Regions from separate parts of the Sus scrofa genome. Here region 1 is linked to region 2. A link is a contact called in public Hi-C data. All regions are on one chromosome and are shown on one strand. The core of a region is the stretch at or near the end of the contact, and the rest is flanking DNA. Distances in the headings are between cores, read along the strand shown. Region 1 has its middle 16 kb from the start of TM4SF4. Region 2 holds the start of TM4SF1 (transmembrane 4 L6 family member 1).

The links. A called contact is a pair of places that touch in the nucleus more often than the background predicts.
Region 1: a Hi-C map of liver shows a contact between it and region 2, with 2.6 times the contacts expected there. The contact joins the enhancer-like site here to the promoter of TM4SF1 in region 2. A contact is called at or near these places in 1 of 5 promoter capture datasets (liver), 3 of 47 Hi-C or Micro-C datasets (embryonic fibroblasts and liver) and 1 of 2 datasets of contacts at active chromatin or transcription factors (skeletal muscle).

The regions. Positions count from the first base shown.
Region 1 is chr13:89,683,485-89,686,723 of Sscrofa11.1, forward strand. No RefSeq gene overlaps it. Among named protein-coding and RNA genes, the nearest start is that of TM4SF4, 16 kb to the right of the region's middle. Within about 2 kb of position 1,612, at least 3 of the 83 cell types and tissues checked have an H3K27ac peak or open chromatin away from gene starts, as enhancers often do. A contact at or near this core is called in liver, where this site is marked.
Region 2 is chr13:89,598,703-89,601,858 of Sscrofa11.1, forward strand. It overlaps TM4SF1 (transmembrane 4 L6 family member 1), which reads right to left and starts at 1,358. Exons shown (of 5, transcript XM_003132478.4): 1 at 967-1,358. The coding sequence starts at 1,143.

The DNA of each region.
Region 1 (3,239 bases), core at 362-2,861, 85 kb after region 2:
TATTGGGTGTGTTCCATCATGCATCAGACTATCATAATTGGGTTTTAAGCCAAGTCCAACTTATCAACACAGCAGAATACTTCCAGTGGAATGATCTCTTTCCACTTTACCGAAAGCTTAGCTGGAAGAATGACTGTAGAGGGATGATGTTTGGTGATACCTATCAGGCCAAGGTCTTTGTTGCTGATCCCATTTCTACCTTGCCACTGTCAACATCATTCTTTTTGATTCTTGCTCTTTCATTCTCCATAAAGAAGAAAGGACAATTTACTCACAGTATGAGATGAGGAAGGAGGTTTTAAACTCACATCAGTAGTAAACTAATTTGGCTCTGAATATCAAGACAAAGAGATCAAGACATTTATTCACCAACAGTAGATGAGAGACCAAGAACAGAGCAGGACAAGCTGAATTCCTTTTTTTTTTTTTTTTTTTTTTTTTTTTTTTTTGTCTTTTTAGCTATTTCTTGGCCGCTCCCGTGGCATACGGAGGCTAGGGTCAAATCGGAGCTGTAGCACCGGCCTACACCAGAGCACAGCAACGCGGGATCCGAGCCGCGTCTGCAACCTACACCACAGCTCACGGCAACGCCAGGTCGTTAACCCACTGAGCAAGGGCAGGGACCGAACCCGCAACCTCATGGTTCCTAGTCGGATTCGTTAACCTCTGCACCACGACGGGAACTCCCAAGCTGAATTCTTGAGGATGGAGAGCCTGTGGTGGGTTTGGGGAAAAGAAGATTAATAAAGGAGGGGCATTACTTGGCTGGGGGTAATTCTTGAGGATGGAGAGCTGTGGTGGGTTTGGGGAAAAGAGATTAATAAGGAGGGGCATTACTTGGCTGGGGGTGAGCGGTGCCTCTCGGGTGGGGGACCACTAACCATAGAGGCCATCTGGGCAAGTGTTGAGTAAAGATGGGCACTGCCCAGCCTGCCAGATTGAGCACTAGCCTTCACGGTAGCACTTTGTTGAGCCAGTACATCTGACTGCCATTGCCATTCACCTGAGGAAACACTTAGCTAATCATCCTAAGCTTGGTTGTTTTAGGTTGCTGTAAAAGAGTTTGCATCCCTTAAAAAAGAAGTGAATTCTTGGAGTTCCCCGTGGTGGCGCAGTGGTTAACGAATCCGACTAGGAACCATGAGGTTGCGGGTTCGGTCCCTGCCCTTGCTCAGCGGGTTAACGATCCGGCGTTGCCGTGAGCTGTGGTGTAGGTTGCAGACGCGGCTCGGATCCCGAGTTGCTGTGGCTCTGACGTAGGCCGGTGGCTACAGCTCCGATTCATCCCTAGCCTGGGAACCTCCATATGCCTCGGGAGCGGCCAAGAAATAGCAACAACAACAACAGCAGCAAAGACAAAAAAAAAAAAAAAAAAAAAAAAAAAGTGAATTCTAACACATTCTCCAACCTGGATGAACCTTAAAGATATTCTGTTGAGTGGAATAACGGCTGACAAGAAAAGGCAAATATAATATGTTTGCCTATGAGGTACCTAGAACAGTCAAATTCATAGAGACAAAAGTAGAATGGCGATTACAGCAGGCTGATGGGAAGGAGGTGTTGCAAGTTTGTGTTTAAGGGAATGGAGTTTCAGTTGGGAAAGATGAAAAAGATCTGGAGATCGATAGTGATGGTTGCACAACAATGTGAATGCACTCAGTGCCTCTGAACTGTACAGTTAAAATAGCTAAAATGGTCAGTTCTAGTTTGTGTGTATTTATGACAAGTTTTAAAAGGGCATGGGCTCTTAGTATGTAACTGCAATGTAAATTTAAATAACAATAATTATTTAAAAGTTTGGTTCTTTATTTCCTTATTTGTTTTTGTTTTGTTTTGTTTTTTAAGGCTGCTCCAGAGGCATATGGAAGGCCAGGGGTTTAATCAGAGCTGCAGCTGCCGCCTATGCCACAGCCACAGCCACGGCAACACCAAATCTGAGCCACATCTGCAACCTACACCACAGCTCACGGCAATGCCAGATCCTTAACCCACTGAGCAGGGCCAGGGATCAAACCCACGTCCTCATGGATACTATCAGGTTCATTACCACTGAGCCACAATGGGAACTCCAAAAGTTTTGTTATTTTAAAATCCTGTGTTCAGGGGAAATTTCCAAAGTGCTCCTCCTTTTTTTAGGGTTCTGCTTGTTTGCACACAAAATAAGTGACTTTTTCAGTGCCTCCCTTTGTGGTGGGTGTCAATCTTCCTTCCAGAATACAGTAATGAGTGATTTGATCCTGGGCCTACAAATACTTATAGTTTACTAAGGAAATTTCTCTTACTAGACCGTCCATTGCCCACACCCCCATCCCCTGAGAGGAAAATAGAAAACATTTTCTTCCTGAATTATCTTCATCTATGGAGTTAGCATAGACACAGTTGCCTCCAGCCTAAACCTGGGAAATAGTCTAGACTTTTCCTCTTTCTCTGTGTCCCCTCGTCCAGACTTTGCCATGATTACCCTCCAAATATATCTCAAATCTGCCACTCCTCTGCCACACCACCTCAATAACTCACTTGGGCCACTACCATGAAATTCTGTCTGGTCTCCTGATTAAACCTTTGTTTTGCTAATCCATTATCCACCCAAGAAACCAAAATGATTTTTTTTTTAATTTGTCACACCCAAGGCATACGGAAGTTCCAGGCCAAGCATCAAACCCACATCATAGCAATGACAATGCCAGAGCCTTAACCCACTGCACCAGAGGGAACTCCCAAAATGATCTTAACTAAAAGAAAAAGGCAGAAAGAATTGTGTTGCTCTTCTGCTTAAAACCTCCCAGTGGCCTCCCACTGAACTAGAACTAAAACCCCAGCTTCTGACCCTGGCTTCATGCCTCCACGTAAGCTGGCCATTGCCCTCCCTCCAGCCACAGGGCAGCTCTGTCTCAGCCCGTAGCCCCCATACTGGGGCAGGGCTTCTCTTACCCAGGCGCTCCTGCACTTGCTATGCCTCTGCCTGGAATGAGACACCCTCTTCCCATCTAAATTTCATCGTGAGTGTCCCAAACCTCGTGCAATGCTGGGCTCATAATTCCCCACCTCCCTAATCTGCTTGATTCCTTTATAGTATTCCTTTGAAGTATTTTTTTTCGAGTTTGCCAACTTCTCTCTCTCACTCGGCTCCACGAAGGCATGGACCAAGTCTGCATTTATTTAGCACGGTAAACCCAACTCCTCTGGACACAGGAGTGGAACCCAACAACATAGTCATTGAATGAATAAATAAGGCGGTA
Region 2 (3,156 bases), core at 108-2,607:
GCACAATGTTACCTTAAAAACAAATGATTCTGAAATTATACCTCAATAAAACAAAACAAAAACTAACTCGAGAACTAGTAGGGAAAAAAGACAAGTCATTATGTTAGCATGATAGTAATGCTTAAATTCAAAATAGATTTGCCATACCACAGTTAGTACATTAAGTTTAAATACACTCTATTTGACTAAGAAAAGTGTTCTGTAGGGTATTAGCAATTCCATAAAACTTCTCTTCAAAATTCTTAATGCCAGCATTTTAAAGTGGCAAACTCAAGTTTGTCCACATTCTTTCCATGCTGTGGTTGAAGCTAATGCTTTCAACTCCCAGGTTGGCAGGCAAATTCCTCTCACTTCACTTAGAAACAGACCTTGGAAAAAGCAACACATTCCACTATTAGCTTCAGACACTGATTTGCTGCTAACTGAAGGATTTTTTTCCTGAACGCCACACCCCAGGCTTACATAAAGGAGAACATTTATAGTCCTTTTTAAATAGTAATGCGGTTGCAATCCATTATTTTTCTGTCACAAATGCCTGAGAATAAACAGCAGAGAATCTGGATCCAAAACTCTGTTGATTTAGACAGAGAATCAGCCAACTCCTCCCAGTGTCCCCTACCTCCACCCCCCCACCCCTGCTGGAGCAAATGTTAAATGACTCCCTCCTGCAGGACCTGAAACGCTATAGTTTCTAGAATCTGATTTTAAAACTAATATCTCTTTCTAGCTGTAAAGGAAAAGAGCTTAGCCCAAAGGGAGTTTGCTTTTCTTTGAAAGGAGATTTTGTAAAACAACATGTAATAAAATGAATACACTGTACCCATCTCAGGGTTCATAAAATCTGCCTTCAGAAGAATGAACAACAATCCTGGATTTGGAAAGATGCCTGATAGAAAACTTTCTATGAAAATATTTCATTTCATGGGAGAGAAGTTTTTAAGGCTGTAATAGTTCCAAGTGACTTACCAGCAAGCCCCCTCCTGCAATGCCAGAGAAGAACCACACAAAGCGGCTGAGATGGTTTTCAGAAGCATACTTTGTCTCCCCATTGGGAAAGTAAAGCAAAATATTAGCTACGATACAGAGGACGGCGAGCCAGGCCAGAGAGTGTCCGATGCACCGAGCACACTTCCCGTAGCACATGGTGGTGGTGGTGGAGTTTATTTCTTTCTCCTTCACTGTGCGGCGGCTCAGCAATGGCCCAGATCAGATGAAAGCGTGCCTGTTTGTGGAGAAAGCAAAAGGAGTTCCCAGCCCATTCCTGCACCCTCTTAAATACTCTGAGTTCTGAGGCACCGGGGTGGATGAGGTACTGGGCTTTCATTGGTCCTGATTGCAGGCTCCGGTTGGGGTGGAGGGAGGTGGGGAAATGTCCCGCCCTTCAGATGAAATCCTTGGGACAAGCGAAACCAGAGGCAGGACGTGAGAAACAGCCTCAGTCATAGCCAAGAGAGAAAATGATTAATCCTCAACAAGAAATTCACTGTGTAACTGCTTCACAGGATTAGAAAAAAAAACAGGAAAGTCTATATTACAACTTTTCAGTAAGTGCCAAGCGTCCACAGCGTGATAGTCGAGCTTGGGGCTGCGATTCTGTTCCACTGCAGCTGTCTGGGTAGCTTCCAGTTGGAAGGCTCTGTGTATGCTCCCACCACGGCACTGATTTAATCCAAGACCTGGGGCAAGTCTCCTGAGCTCTGAGCTCGTTTCCTTGTCTGTTAAAGGCAAGGTGTCCAAACCATCACCCACAGATCTCAGGAAGCTGTTGAGAAAATTACAGAGTTGCCTTCTTTCCTCTGCCTCTGCTGTGCTCTGCAAGACTACGCCTACTGTCCAGCCTTCCTGGACATCTGCCTCCAAAACAAACCTGGCACCGAAACAAAGGTGGCATTAGTCAACACAAAAAGCTCAGGCGCCTTTTTGTTCCTGAATATTACCGTCAGGCAAAGCAGGAAGGGCCTCGGGAAGCCTAAAGCCTGGGGGAAGAATAAAAAGAAGAAGAAAGAAAAAGAAAGGAAGGGAAGAATAAGCAACTTGGCAAGCAGAGTGGGGAAACAAGATTGACAGAGCCTGAAATTACCGAGAGAAACACACATGGCTGAGGAGTGTGCAAGGGTGAGCAGCCATCTACCAGCCAGATTCTGAGATGAGCTGTTACAGGCTTGAAGGAAAAGGCAGAGAACAGTGTTAAACCAACTTTCTGATGTGGTTATCTTGCAGCAAGAGGGGTTGGCTTCTCAATCATTTTAGCCCTTGAGTGACAGGTGGCACTGGCCAGCAAGGCTGAAGGAGGACAGGATGTCCAGGTGGGACCAGAACTGGAGGGGCTCCATCATTAGGAAGTATGAAGAGTACAGAAAAAAGGAAGAAGCCCAGGATGAAGAATTGTTAGTTCAGAGATGGCAGGTGAGCTTGGCTGGTGAATCTGGAAGCTCAGGCTGAAGCCAGAATCTAAAGGATTCTGACCAAATCTAGAGGGCAGGACACATACCAAGCTGGAGGAACCAGCTGGAGCTAGTGACTTGGGATGCAAATAGGGTGGAAGACCCAAGAGGAAGAGGAGCTGAGCACACTAACAGGAGTGGGTATCCAGACTGGCCTGGGAAATGGATGGAAACTGAGTACAGACAGGGAAGCTGGAACGTCCCACCTGCTCAGATCTAGGGAGGAAGTTCTTCACAAAAACATCCTTCTATCACCACCATGCATCCAGTAACTGGGCACGTGTGCCCTCTGTCTTGGCTTTAAGTCCTATTGGAGACAGGATTCCACAGGTGTCACGGCCGTGGGTGGCAGCACAGGTGAACACCTGGGTCTTGTGCTGAAGCATCATCATTCTAACCCTCCACTCTGTAGACTTACCCAACCTGGGTCAAAAGAGGAAAGAGATCCTTTGATGACTTTGCCCGCATGTACTTAAATCTCCTTCCTCTTTCTCTCTCCCACCTTTACAGGCAGCAGGGCAGGGAAGAAAGAGTGAGGGGCTCAGAAAGAGAAAGTCTGGAGTGACAGTTCAACTCTGCTCTCTCCAGGCTTCGAGGATCAGGCAAGCCTCGTGCATTCTGGGTACTCTGTTGCCTACTGTCTAGGACTGGGGGTAGGACTCCCTCAGAGGCTCATAAGCCTTGTAATGATACGGACCCTCTCCTCGGAAGA